Regions from separate parts of the Triticum aestivum genome. Here region 1 is linked to region 2. Evidence: chromatin contacts called from public Hi-C data. All regions are on one chromosome and are shown on one strand. The core of a region is the stretch at or near the end of the contact, and the rest is flanking DNA. Distances in the headings are between cores, read along the strand shown.

Region 1 (6,105 bases), core at 2,840-5,339, 300 kb after region 2:
TTTGAATTAATAAAAGAAATTATGAACTGGCCATTTTTTGAATCAATGAACTTCTTTTGTAATTCACGGTTATTATTCCCTTTTTTGGACATTTTAAAAAAATCATGACCATTTTTTAAATTCACGAACATTTGGTTCAAATTCAAAAACATTTTTTGAAAATGCAAATAGTTTTCCAAATCATTAACATTGTTTTTAATCCAATTTGTTTTATGATTTATGGAATATTTTTTCATAAATTCAGAAAAAAAAATCAAAACTTGGATTTTTTTTGGAAATCCAGAATTATTTTAAATAAGAAAATATAAGAACAAAAAAGAGAAACAAATAGCCAAAAAAACCGGAATAAAGAACAAAGGCCGTCTAGACTCCATCATGTGCCAGCCCAATAGGGTGCGTTGGCTGTTAGGTGTTCACGGTTTCTAAAAGAGAAAAGGAAAGGGGAAGGGAGCTAGGTGGGATTGAACCTGGGTTTCTTGCTCTAGCCAGTGCACTACCTGCCAAATTGTGATATCTAAGAAGACTGTGTGTAAATGAATCAACTGAAAGCGCCTTCACGAGGATAAAAGGGTTGTTTTTTTCTCTCACTTACAGATGCATGGTGGGTAATTTATGCCAACTTTAGGGGTAATTTTGGTGACATACCGCCAGAACCAATAAATCTTTTATTATTAGGGAAAGATAAACTAGACATGATGATTTTTCCTAAAAAAAGAGGAAATTATTCAGGTGTGGTGTAGAACATCTGTCTCCACTTTTACATCCAAGTCCACAAGAATATCCGCCTGAGCTACGCTTGCTCGGTTGTTGTCGCCACCTAAGGAGAGGACAAAGATGACGAGAGCAGCAACTATGTCGTCCACACACACACACACACACTTGTAGAAGGAAAGTTCTCGCTAATGTCACCGCGGTATGAGCATAAGACAGGATATGGGAGAAGATCGGTGGGGGCCACACTTCGATGTGTGCCCACCGTCGGGTTAGCATTACTAGTGAAAACTGATGATCCACACTCAAGACAAGGCTGGACATTTTTTTTTGATGCACGTAGAATGTGTTTTAAATGCATGATGACCTTTTTTTAGAGTACATGTTAAATGTTTTTTAAATACACGTTGACCATTTTTTTCTAAATGGTATGAAACATTTTCTTAAAAAGTTCTGCAAGACATTTTTTACATTTTATAAACATTTTCTAAAATTTATCATGAACTTTTTTGAAACATGTGTACATTAATTTGAATGGTAGGATTTTTTTATATTTCATAAACATTAAAAAGAATACAACGCGTGGTGGGTCACATTATCAATTTTTCTTTTGGGACAAAATACCATGCGTTGCCCGCTTGTTTCTCTTTGAAGACCCATTTAGGTGATGGTTCCGTGATGGTTTTGTAGGGACATTTGCAAGATGATCACCTCTTTAGGAGAAATTTGGAGGATGAAATGAGTTGCGACAAAGGGCCCAATATATTAGTACTCCTAAGCAACTAATTCACAAACTTATTGATAGAACACGAGAACTGATAATAATCAAGAAAAGTTGCAGCAAGACCCTCTAGGGTTATCATCTCCAGCTCCGCTTTTTGCATCTCAATGCTCCTCCAAAACTCTAGGGGATAGAGTGAAATGGCTTTTTAGTGTGACGTTGCATCCACCGTTGAGCCTCCTAACATCGAAAAACCTTCTTTTTTGCACTCCACAAAGTCACTTGAAATGGAATATTTACTAGAAGAACACCCGTGCGTTGTAACGGGGCCACATTAACTTTAAAAGTTCAATATCAATTATGTTAATATTACATTTAATATTCTCATACATATTAAGTGACATTGACGACCTTTTTTACCATTAAATTCTCACACACACACCCTCTCCCTCCCTCTTCCTCACTCTCTCTCCCCCTCTCCCTCACTCGGGAGGTGGGACAAAAATAAATCCGGAACGGAGACTACCAACTGAGACATTAGGAGTAGAGATCATTTAGTTGATAAGAATAAATAGAAAACGGTGTTAAAAAGGAGAAACATATTAGAATACATTGAAAAACCAAAAGGACGATGTAAAAGGGGATTCGCCCTGCCCCCCGGGCCTTGCCACCGAACCGGCTCAGCGGTCCAGTCCCCGTGCGGTCGTCTTCTCCTGTTCCCCGAGCCGCGTCGCTACAGAGCCGGGCTCCCGCCCGACCACCTCGCTGGCATCGAAGGGGAATGGCCTCACTCCTCCTCGACGCCCCCTCCCAAATCCACTTCTCCTCCTCGCTCGCTCGATCCCGTCGATCTGGACAAAGTCAGACGCCACGGCCACCATGACCGACCCTGTCCACATGACCACTGCCCTCCCTGCGGGCTAGGAGCTTGTCGAGGAGCTCCGAACGCCTTCGCTACTTCGTCTGCGCCAACGAGATCAAGTCTAGCACCCCCGCATCGACGTCATTGCCGTCTTCCTCAACCTTGGCTCACCGCGACATTGCCGTTTGATCCGCGCCGCCCCGAGCTCCCATGTCTTCCCCTAGGGCGCCATTGACACCGCCATGATCTCCTCTTGCCTTTCCCCTGTTTTCCCTCTCGTTTGCTCTCGTTAGGTATTTCGCCATGGCCAAGAACCGCCGTCCGCCATGGCCATTGCAGGGGTAGCCACCGAGCTCCTCGGATTGACCCCGTGGCACATGCCCGCTCCTATGCACGCCCATGCCCGAGCCTACCGCTCTTCTTCCGCGCCCGCGGGGCCACTCCCTCTCCATGCCACGCCTGTGCTACACCGCGTCGGTCGCGCCCGCCGCTGCCGTCGCGCTCGCCGCTGCCACGGCACCACTGTGCCCCGTGCGACACACACCCTGGCCGCGCGCCACACTCTCGCTGGCTGCGCTCGCCTCGTCTGTTGCCGCCTATCCCTTTGCTCGCCCCGCTGTCGCGCCCCTGCCTCGCGCCGCCTCCAGTCGTGGCCATCTTCTGCCGGCCGCCCCCTCAGCCACGCCGGCCGCATCTCTTCCCTCCACCGCCGGTCGCTCGCCTCGCCTGCTGCGTGTTGCTTCCTGCTGCTATGCGCTGCTCTACCGCTGGTACGCTGCTGCGCCATGCCCTCGACACCGCCGTGGACAAATGTGGCGGAGGGATTGTTAATGGAGTACGAGAAGGAGGTGGCGGAGAAGGTGTGGAGAGGCAGGAGGTCTGGGGCGGTGTCACCTGGCTTTGGTGGAGGTGTTTATGCGAGAAGGAGCCGGAGTGGAAGGAGAGGTCACAATTGGAAAGAATCGCAAAAAAAAATCATAACCCGGAGATCTCAGTTCAAAAAAATGCTAATATATATCGATGGAGGGGTGATTTTCTTCAATAGGTGGAAAACATAGAAAATATTGGTTGTTATCAAGGAAAGGTAAAAATTTAGGAAAGTTAGGATTTTTGAGCTGATTTCTATGCAAATGGGGTTTTATTGTTTGGTAACGTGATATCAGTACCTGCCCGTTTGTGACGTGTCTGATTAGGAAAGTTTGCAAATGTTAAGAAACTATTTATTGGGAGAAAAGTTGTGACGTGTCTGTTATTTGTTTCCTAAAACAAATTTCACTAATAAGAGAAATCGATTGATTTAGATAAGTTAGGAAAGTTAGATTAAAATGTATTATTTGTTTCTTGAAATCTAAGACAAATTGAATCAATAAAAGGAATCGATTGATTTGCATAATTTAAGGAAGTTAGATTAAAATGTATTATTTGTTTCCTGAGACAAATTGAACCAATAAAAGGAATCGATTGATTTGCATAATTTAAGAAAGTTAGATCCGTGATTTATTATACGTTAGGAAAGTTCTGGTTGTAATAAAGAGTGAAGAGAAAAATAAACCGATGGATCGGGGTGGGAGGGGGTGGTGGGAGGAGAGACAAAAAAACCCAGCTAAAATAAACCGCGGACCAGGGTGGGAGGGGGTGGTGGGAGGAGAGACGAAAAAAAACCAGCGAAAATAAACCGCGGAGACGATTCACCAACTCGTCATTAGGAGTAGAGAGATTAGTGAATTTGGGCTCCAGCCCACTAAACCCGGCCCACACTATAGCATGCCCAGGCCCATGGGTCTACACTATCCAGTCCACCTTGCTTCCAGCCTTCCACCGAATTCATCGACGAAATGCCGCCGCAGTGGCCGTGGCTCCAGCCCGCCGCCGCCGCCGCCGCCGCTCGCCGCGCCACCCCCTTCGTCTTGCGCGGGAGACGCTGCTCCTCCTCCGTCCCCGCCTCCGTCTGCGCCTCGGCGCCCTCCGGCCACGCCCGCGAGCAGGTAACTAGCCCAGCTCAGCCGCCGGCCTGCCGCCGCCCCTAGCTCCTGACTCTGTTCGCCATGCAGGAGGATGAGCAGTCGCTGGTTGTGGTGGGCGGCGGCGCCGCCGGGGTGTACGCGTCGATAAGGGCCAAGACGCTGGCTCCCCACCTCAACGTGGTGGTCATAGAGAAAGGGAAGTTCTTGTCCAAGGTACCATGCCAATGCCAATGTCTTATTTCCATTGGACTGGAAAAAGGCTACCGCTATGGTGTTCCTTAAGTATGTATGAATTGTTGGAATGGATGGCTGCAGGTCAAGATCTCCGGCGGCGGGCGGTGCAATGTCACCAACGGGCACCATCTCGAGCCGTCGGTACGCGCACTTTGCAGACTCTACTGCATCCATTGCTTTTCATAGTCCATATTAGTGCTGTGGATTTGTAATTGTCCAAGGTACCATGCCAATGTATGCAGCTGTCTGTGTTCTAGCCATTGTGTTGTGTCAGTCAGTTAGTTTGCTGCCCATTCACTGGCTGAATGAGATGGTGGCAATGTGTGCACCATTTCGATCAGCAACCATAAAAAATGATTTTTACCACTACTATTTTTCAGTCAATTGTTACATGTGCTCTTTAAGCTTGTGATTGTCATTTATCAAATACTATTCAATTCTCAGGGACTGGTGAGAAATTATCCTAGGGGGTACAAAGAACTCCGGGGATCCTTCTTTCGCACCCATGGGCCACAGGATACCATGCACTGGTTTTCAGATCATGGTGTGGAGCTTAAGGTAGCTTAGTTCACACCACATTTACTTCAGGATCTTGCTTGTGCATTGACTGAAGCCAGTTTACTTATCTATGTCTACTGTTTTGATTGTCATGTTAGACCGAAGAGGACGGTAGAGTCTTTCCTGTCACTGACAACTCTGCTTCGGTAGTAGACTGCCTGCTGAATGAGGCGAGAAGACTGGGAGGTAGCTAATGCTATTTGACTCTGCTGTCCGTTCCGTTATCATCCACACACCCTTCATCACGAAGAAACAATTTCTGGAATTGAGTTCTTTTTTTGAAGTTTCCCTGCAGGCTGGTAAATCCGTGTCCGGTGCATCTGTCGACGCCAACGGCAAGTTTGTTGTCAAAGTTGAGAAGCGTACTATTGATTTTGTAGATTACATCAGCGCTAATTATGTCTTAGTTGCTACAGGCAGCAGCCAACAGGTATCTGAACACTAAATAGGTGCTTACTCTACTAGACACCATAAACTCTTTCCCTTACATATTTCTCTTACTTGCAGGGCTACTCATTTGCTGCGCAACACGGTCACTCTATTATTCCACCTGTGCCCAGCCTATTCACATTCAAAATTGCAGACAAGCGACTGGCTGATCTATCCGGGGTATTGATCCGTAACTGCTATTGCAAATCTCATACTCACAAGTGGTGACTCACTGCACGCAAAAATGATTCCCCTCCTTTTCTCCTGCCACGTAGGTTTCGTTCACAAGGGTCGCAGCAAAACTGATGCTAGATGGCATTCAGAAAAGCGCTCCTGAATTAACTCAGGTGAGCCGGACACCTTCAGCAATAGGCTCCGTCATAGATGTTTGCTTACATCAATTGTTTGGCCATTGCAGACTGGACCTATGTTGGTTACACATTGGGGGCTTAGTGGCCCTGTTGTTCTTCGATTGTCTGCATGGGGAGCACGTGAACTATATCAGGACAAGTACCAAGGTGAGGCCCGAAGAAATTGTACACGAGTGGCACTACATTTTTAATACGGAACATAGCTGGATCTAGTGTTTTATTTCTTCAGCTTGTGCATTTTGTGTTCCATCAATC
Region 2 (5,360 bases), core at 1,887-4,386:
CACAATATATGAAACACCTAAATTAACCCCCCAAAACCCGCCACCCCCCCTTTTAAAAAAAACAAAAACCTAGCCCCTGAAATGCTGACGCGTGGATGCCTATTGGTCCCGGTTGGTGACACCAACCGGCACAAAAGGCCCTGCCTATTAGTCCCGGTTGTTGGCACCAACCGGGACCAAAGGCCCCCTGCCTGGGCTGGCAGCAGCGGCCACGTGGAGGATTTTCTGTCCCGGTTCGTGTAAGAACCGGGACTAAAGGGTTAGGGCTTTAGTAACGACCCTTTAGTCCCGGTTCGAAAACCGGGACAAAAGACCCTTACAAACCGGGGTAAAAGCCCCTTTTCCTACTAGTGAGGGAAAGAGCTTTCTAACGGTTCTGCCACCTTGCATGGTCCCTAATGAGCCAATGGGAGAAGGACAATAGTTCAAAATAAAAGAATGAGCGTACGAAAACACATAGAGCTTCTCAATACACGAGGGGCATTCCACTCATTTCTTGGGTTCTGCATGGCTCATATTTTTGAAGCCAGGCGCAACCACGTGCTGATCCGGTTGAGTGAGAGTAGGACAATGTTCAAAAAATGTTAAATGTGTATAGAAAAAATGTTTTCCATGAATACAAATCATGTATACAAACAATATACAATGTGTATGAAAAAATGTTGATCACATATTTCAAAAATCTTAATCAAGCATTTGAAAAATGTTAATCAAGAATTTGAAAAACGTTATGTGTGTATAGTAAAAAATGGTTTCCATGTATACGCATAATGTATACAAAACATATACAATGTGTATGAGAAAATGTTGATCATGTATTTAAAAAATGTTAAACATGCATAAAAACTATTCCTGATGTATATGAAAAATGTACAACATACATTAAATAAATTAACATAAAAACACATATATTTTTAAAATTTTAATTCTGTATTTAGAAACTGTTCACCATGTATTTGTAAACTGTTGACCATGTATTCATAAAACTGTTCAAAAAAAATATTTGAAGGAAAAATGTACATCATGTTTTAAAAAATGTTCAACGTGTGTCAACAAAAACATTTCACATGTACACTAAAAATATATTTTGCATAGCGAGAAAAGTAGTCCTGTGTTGAATAAAAAATAATTGATGAAAACCGACAAAGAAACAAAGAAGAAAATAAGAGAATAAAAAAGGAAAATAAAAACAGAAGAAAACCAATGCAAAAAGAGAGGAAATGGTGAAAACCGACAATGAAACAAAGAGAGAAAAAACAAAAAAGAAGCAAAGAAAACAAACCCAAAACCAATGCCATCATGAAAACGATGAACACTGAGAAAGAAAAAATAAAGAAAACCAATGAAAACGAGCAAGAAACAAACAAAACCAAAGAAAAAATAAAGACAAAAGGAAGGAAAAAAGCTAGCAAAAACCAAGAAATACAGAATGAAATACAGAGAAAATAGAAACAAAAAATAATAAACTTTGAGAGAGAAACAAAGAAAACCAGTGAGAAGAAATGGAAAAGAATTTAAAAACCCTAAAAACCGATGAAGAAAATAAGGAAAATCATCAGAAAGAAAACAACAGAAAATAACCGATATAACCAGATAGTCGGGCGACGACCCAACGGTATAACAACTACATGCAAAAAAAAAAAACCAACACGACTATGACGATTGAACGAACACAGCAAGCAACTACTGAGGCAAAGTGGACAAGCTACCCATACAAAGTTGCCATGCATGGCTTTATAAAATAAAACACAAATTTGCCTTTTTTATACATAGTCGATTTTTAGCCATGAGCCACGAGTTTGTGTGTTTTGATAAAAAAAGGGGGAAAGGAAAATCATGCGCTACTATTGAACTAGATGGTGTTGTATGCAGAAATAGCAAAGTTCTTGCATTTATATTTGCAAAGGATTTTATTATTATTTTTATCACACATATAACAAGTTATTTTACCAACTCGGTACATTAATCATGTAGACCTTTGATCATTGGGCTGTGTGGGCTTGCAGAGCTATGCATTTTTTATCACATTCTAGGGCAACAGCCCAACACACCTCATTGTCTCGCTTCACGCGCGAGATCCAGGGAACCCTTGCCAGGCATGAGATGGGCCGGCCTAGGCGCGCGAGAGGACACAACCTCATTTTTTTGCAAGTTTTTTATGTTTGTTTGTTTGTTTCTTTTTTTAATTTGGTTTATACTTCCCAATATTGTAAATAAATATATTACCAAAACCACTTTACCTAAAACATTTGAAAAAATGTTATCCAAGCATTTGAAAATGTTAAATGTGTATAGAGAAAATCTTTCTCATGTATACAAAACAAATATAATGTGTATGAAAAGATTTGTTTATACCTCCATATATTCTAAAGTTATATATTACAAAAACACTTTTACATAAAACATTTGGAAAATGCTAATCAAGCATCCGAAAAATGTTAAATGTGTATAGAAAAAATGTTTCTCATGTATATGGAAAATGTATACAAAAAATATACAATGTGTATGAAAAAGTTGACCATGTATTTAAAAATGTAATCAAGTTGTGAAAAATATTAATGAAGCATTTGAAAAATACTCTCATGTATATGAATAATGTATACTCAAAATAAACAATATGTATGAAATTTTTTGATCATATATTTCAAAACTATTAATCAAGCATTCGAAAAATGTTAAATGTGTATAGGAAACATGTTTCTGATGAATACGAATAATACATACAAACAATATACAATGTGTATAGAAAATGTTGATCATGTATTTCAAAAACTTTAATCAAGCATTTGAAAAATGTAAATCAAGCATTTCAATTTGTTTACTCAAGTACTTCAAAAATGTAAATCAAGAATTCGAAAAATGTAAGTGTGTATAGTAAAAAATGTTTTCCATGTATACGAATAATGTATACAAAAAAAATACAATCTGTATGAAAGAAATGTTGATCATGTATTTAAAAAATATTAAGCGACATTAAATAACTATTCCTGATGTATACGAAAAAAATATTGACCATCATCCAGCTACAGCTTCAGCACTGTGCGTACTACTGCAAACAATCATTGCAAGGCTGGCCCTGCTTCTTCTTCATCTACGTAGAGGCGGCCGGGCTGCGAGGTGCTCCTACGTAGCAGCCATGGCGGCGGCGAAGCCCGGTAGTAGCCATAGCGACATCGACATGGCGGAGCTGGACCGGGTGCTGCACGCGGTGGGCTTCCAGATCGAGACCGTCTCCCCCGCGCTGCTCGCCGGCAGGCTCCCCGTCACCGAGTGCTGCTGCCAGCCACTCAAGGTGCTGCTATGAAAGATGTGGGAGGTGAAGCTATATATGGAAGATGGACCCGTCGCCGGAGATGAAGAAGGGGCCGCAGATCGCCGAGGCGAAGGTGACGCTGCTCTGCAACCTGCCCGTGCCGGACAACCTACACCACGCCGCCATGGTCCGCCATGACCGAAGTCGACGCGATTTTCATCGGCAGTCGCGCCACCAGGCCGTGCACCGCCGGCGTCGCTGGTCCCTTGAACCTGAGCAAACTCCAAAAATGATGCCCTCAAGAGGGACTACGACGCTAAAGCACTGCCATCGCTCGATCGCAATGAGATCTAGGGTTTCCCCCGGTGTTGCCCGTGGTGTCAAGGACCCAGACAAGGGCGTCTCCGCCCAGTTGCCGGCGCGGCGCACCCGCCATCGCGCCGTCCGCAACCCGGCGACCATGGCCGGTAGCTAGCCACCGGGCCTCACGAACACGTCCAACAACCGACGGAGCCGCGCCGCCGCACCCTATTCCGCCGCTGCACGCACGTAGCAGGAGCACCGGGCCGACGGCATCCGCCCGCAACCACCGCCGTCCCCTCCACCTCAGAGCTCGGCGACGTGTGCCGGGGCAGCGCCGCGCCGTCGGCTACCACCCGATCCCCCAGTTCGAGAGGTGGCGATGCCCTAGGAGCCGCGGCCCGCCGCCGCCAGATCCGAGCGGGCTTTGCCCGGGGATGCGTTAGGCGGCGGCGGATGGGTGAACGCTGGGAGGAGGCCTTGCGCCGGGGGGTGAGACGCCCCGCCCGAGTCGCCCTGGAGGAGGACGACGCGGGGGGTGAGATGCGATCTGAGAGGGATTAAAATATAGTGGTTATACTACTCATGAGTAAGTGATCTAATCCAATAATGCATGTCATACTACTCGTGAGTAAGCGATCAAATCCAAAAATACCGGTGAAACTACTCGTGAGTAGAGAGTTAACCACAAGCGAGTATGTTGCGCGACTGTCAATGCGGAATGGACAAGCTAACCAAACAAGAACGTCATATATGACTTTAGCAAAAAGGCATTTGCCTAGGGCTCTCATCACATATCTTGGCGCCGCTGTGGTGACAAGCTACCCATGTGTCATACCACTCATGAGTAAGCGATCGGATCATCACAACGAAGGTAAGCAATCGAATCCAAACATACTGGTGAAACTACTCGTGAGTAAAGAGTTAACCACATGCGAGTATCTTGGCGTGACTATCAATGCAAAATGGACATTCGAAACAAACAAGGATGTCATATATGTGTTTGTGAAAATGCATCTGTCTAGTGCTCCCGTCATATATCTTGCCACGATTATCGAGTCGGAGTGGACAACCTACCCACGTTGTAGTACTCGTGAGTAAAGTGATCAAATCTGAACATACCAGTTGTACAACTCGTGAGTAAAGAGTTAACCACAAACGAGTATATTGATGCGACTACTGAGGAAAAGTGGACAAACCAGCCAAATAAAATTGCCATGTATGGCTTTATAATTTAAAAAACACATTTGCCTGTTTTTATAAACAATCGATTATTTAGCCATGAGCCGCAAGTTTGTGTGTTTTGAGAAAAAAGGGGAAAGGAGAAGCATGCGCTACTATCGAACTGGATGGTGTTCTATGTACAAATAGCAAAGATCTCACATTTATATTTTCATAGGATTTTATTACCTATTTTTTCACACATATAATGGGTTTTGTACCAACTCGGCACATTAAGCTATTTAGACCTTAGATCATTGGGCTATGTGGGTTTACAAAGCTATGCGCTTTTTTTACCGCATCCCAGGCGAAGCCCCACATTACTGGGCGCCTCTATGTCTCGCTTCACGCGAGACGGAGGGAAGCCTCGCCCGAAGGGAGGCACGAGATGGGCCGCCCTAAGGCGCATGAGAGGACACAACCGCGTTTTTTTGTTTTATTTTTCACATTATTTTTGTCTTTTGCTTATAGTTCCAAATATTCCAAATAAATATATTAGCAAAAACATTTAACATAAAACGTTTAAAAAAATGTTATCCAAGCATTTGAAAATGTTAAATGTGTATAGAGAAAATATTTCCCATGT

Evidence for each region. A called contact is a pair of places that touch in the nucleus more often than the background predicts.
Region 1: a contact with region 2 is called in a Hi-C map of leaf, with 7 times the contacts expected there. The contact joins the promoter of LOC123119040 here to the promoter of LOC123124847 in region 2. A contact is called at or near these places in 2 of 5 Hi-C or Micro-C datasets (both in leaf).

What each region holds. Positions count from the first base shown.
Region 1 is chr5D:4,135,849-4,141,953 of IWGSC CS RefSeq v2.1, forward strand. It overlaps LOC123119040, which reads left to right and starts at 4,090. Exons shown (of 16, transcript XM_044538688.1): 1 at 4,090-4,279; 2 at 4,346-4,471; 3 at 4,574-4,633; 4 at 4,937-5,050; 5 at 5,149-5,236; 6 at 5,335-5,480; 7 at 5,558-5,659; 8 at 5,755-5,826; 9 at 5,898-5,997. The coding sequence starts at 4,130.
Region 2 is chr5D:3,837,002-3,842,361 of IWGSC CS RefSeq v2.1, forward strand. It overlaps LOC123124847, which reads left to right and starts at 3,137. Exons shown (of 3, transcript XM_044545397.1): 1 at 3,137-3,325; 2 at 3,327-3,431; 3 at 3,866-4,117. The coding sequence starts at 3,137. The coding sequence ends at 4,117.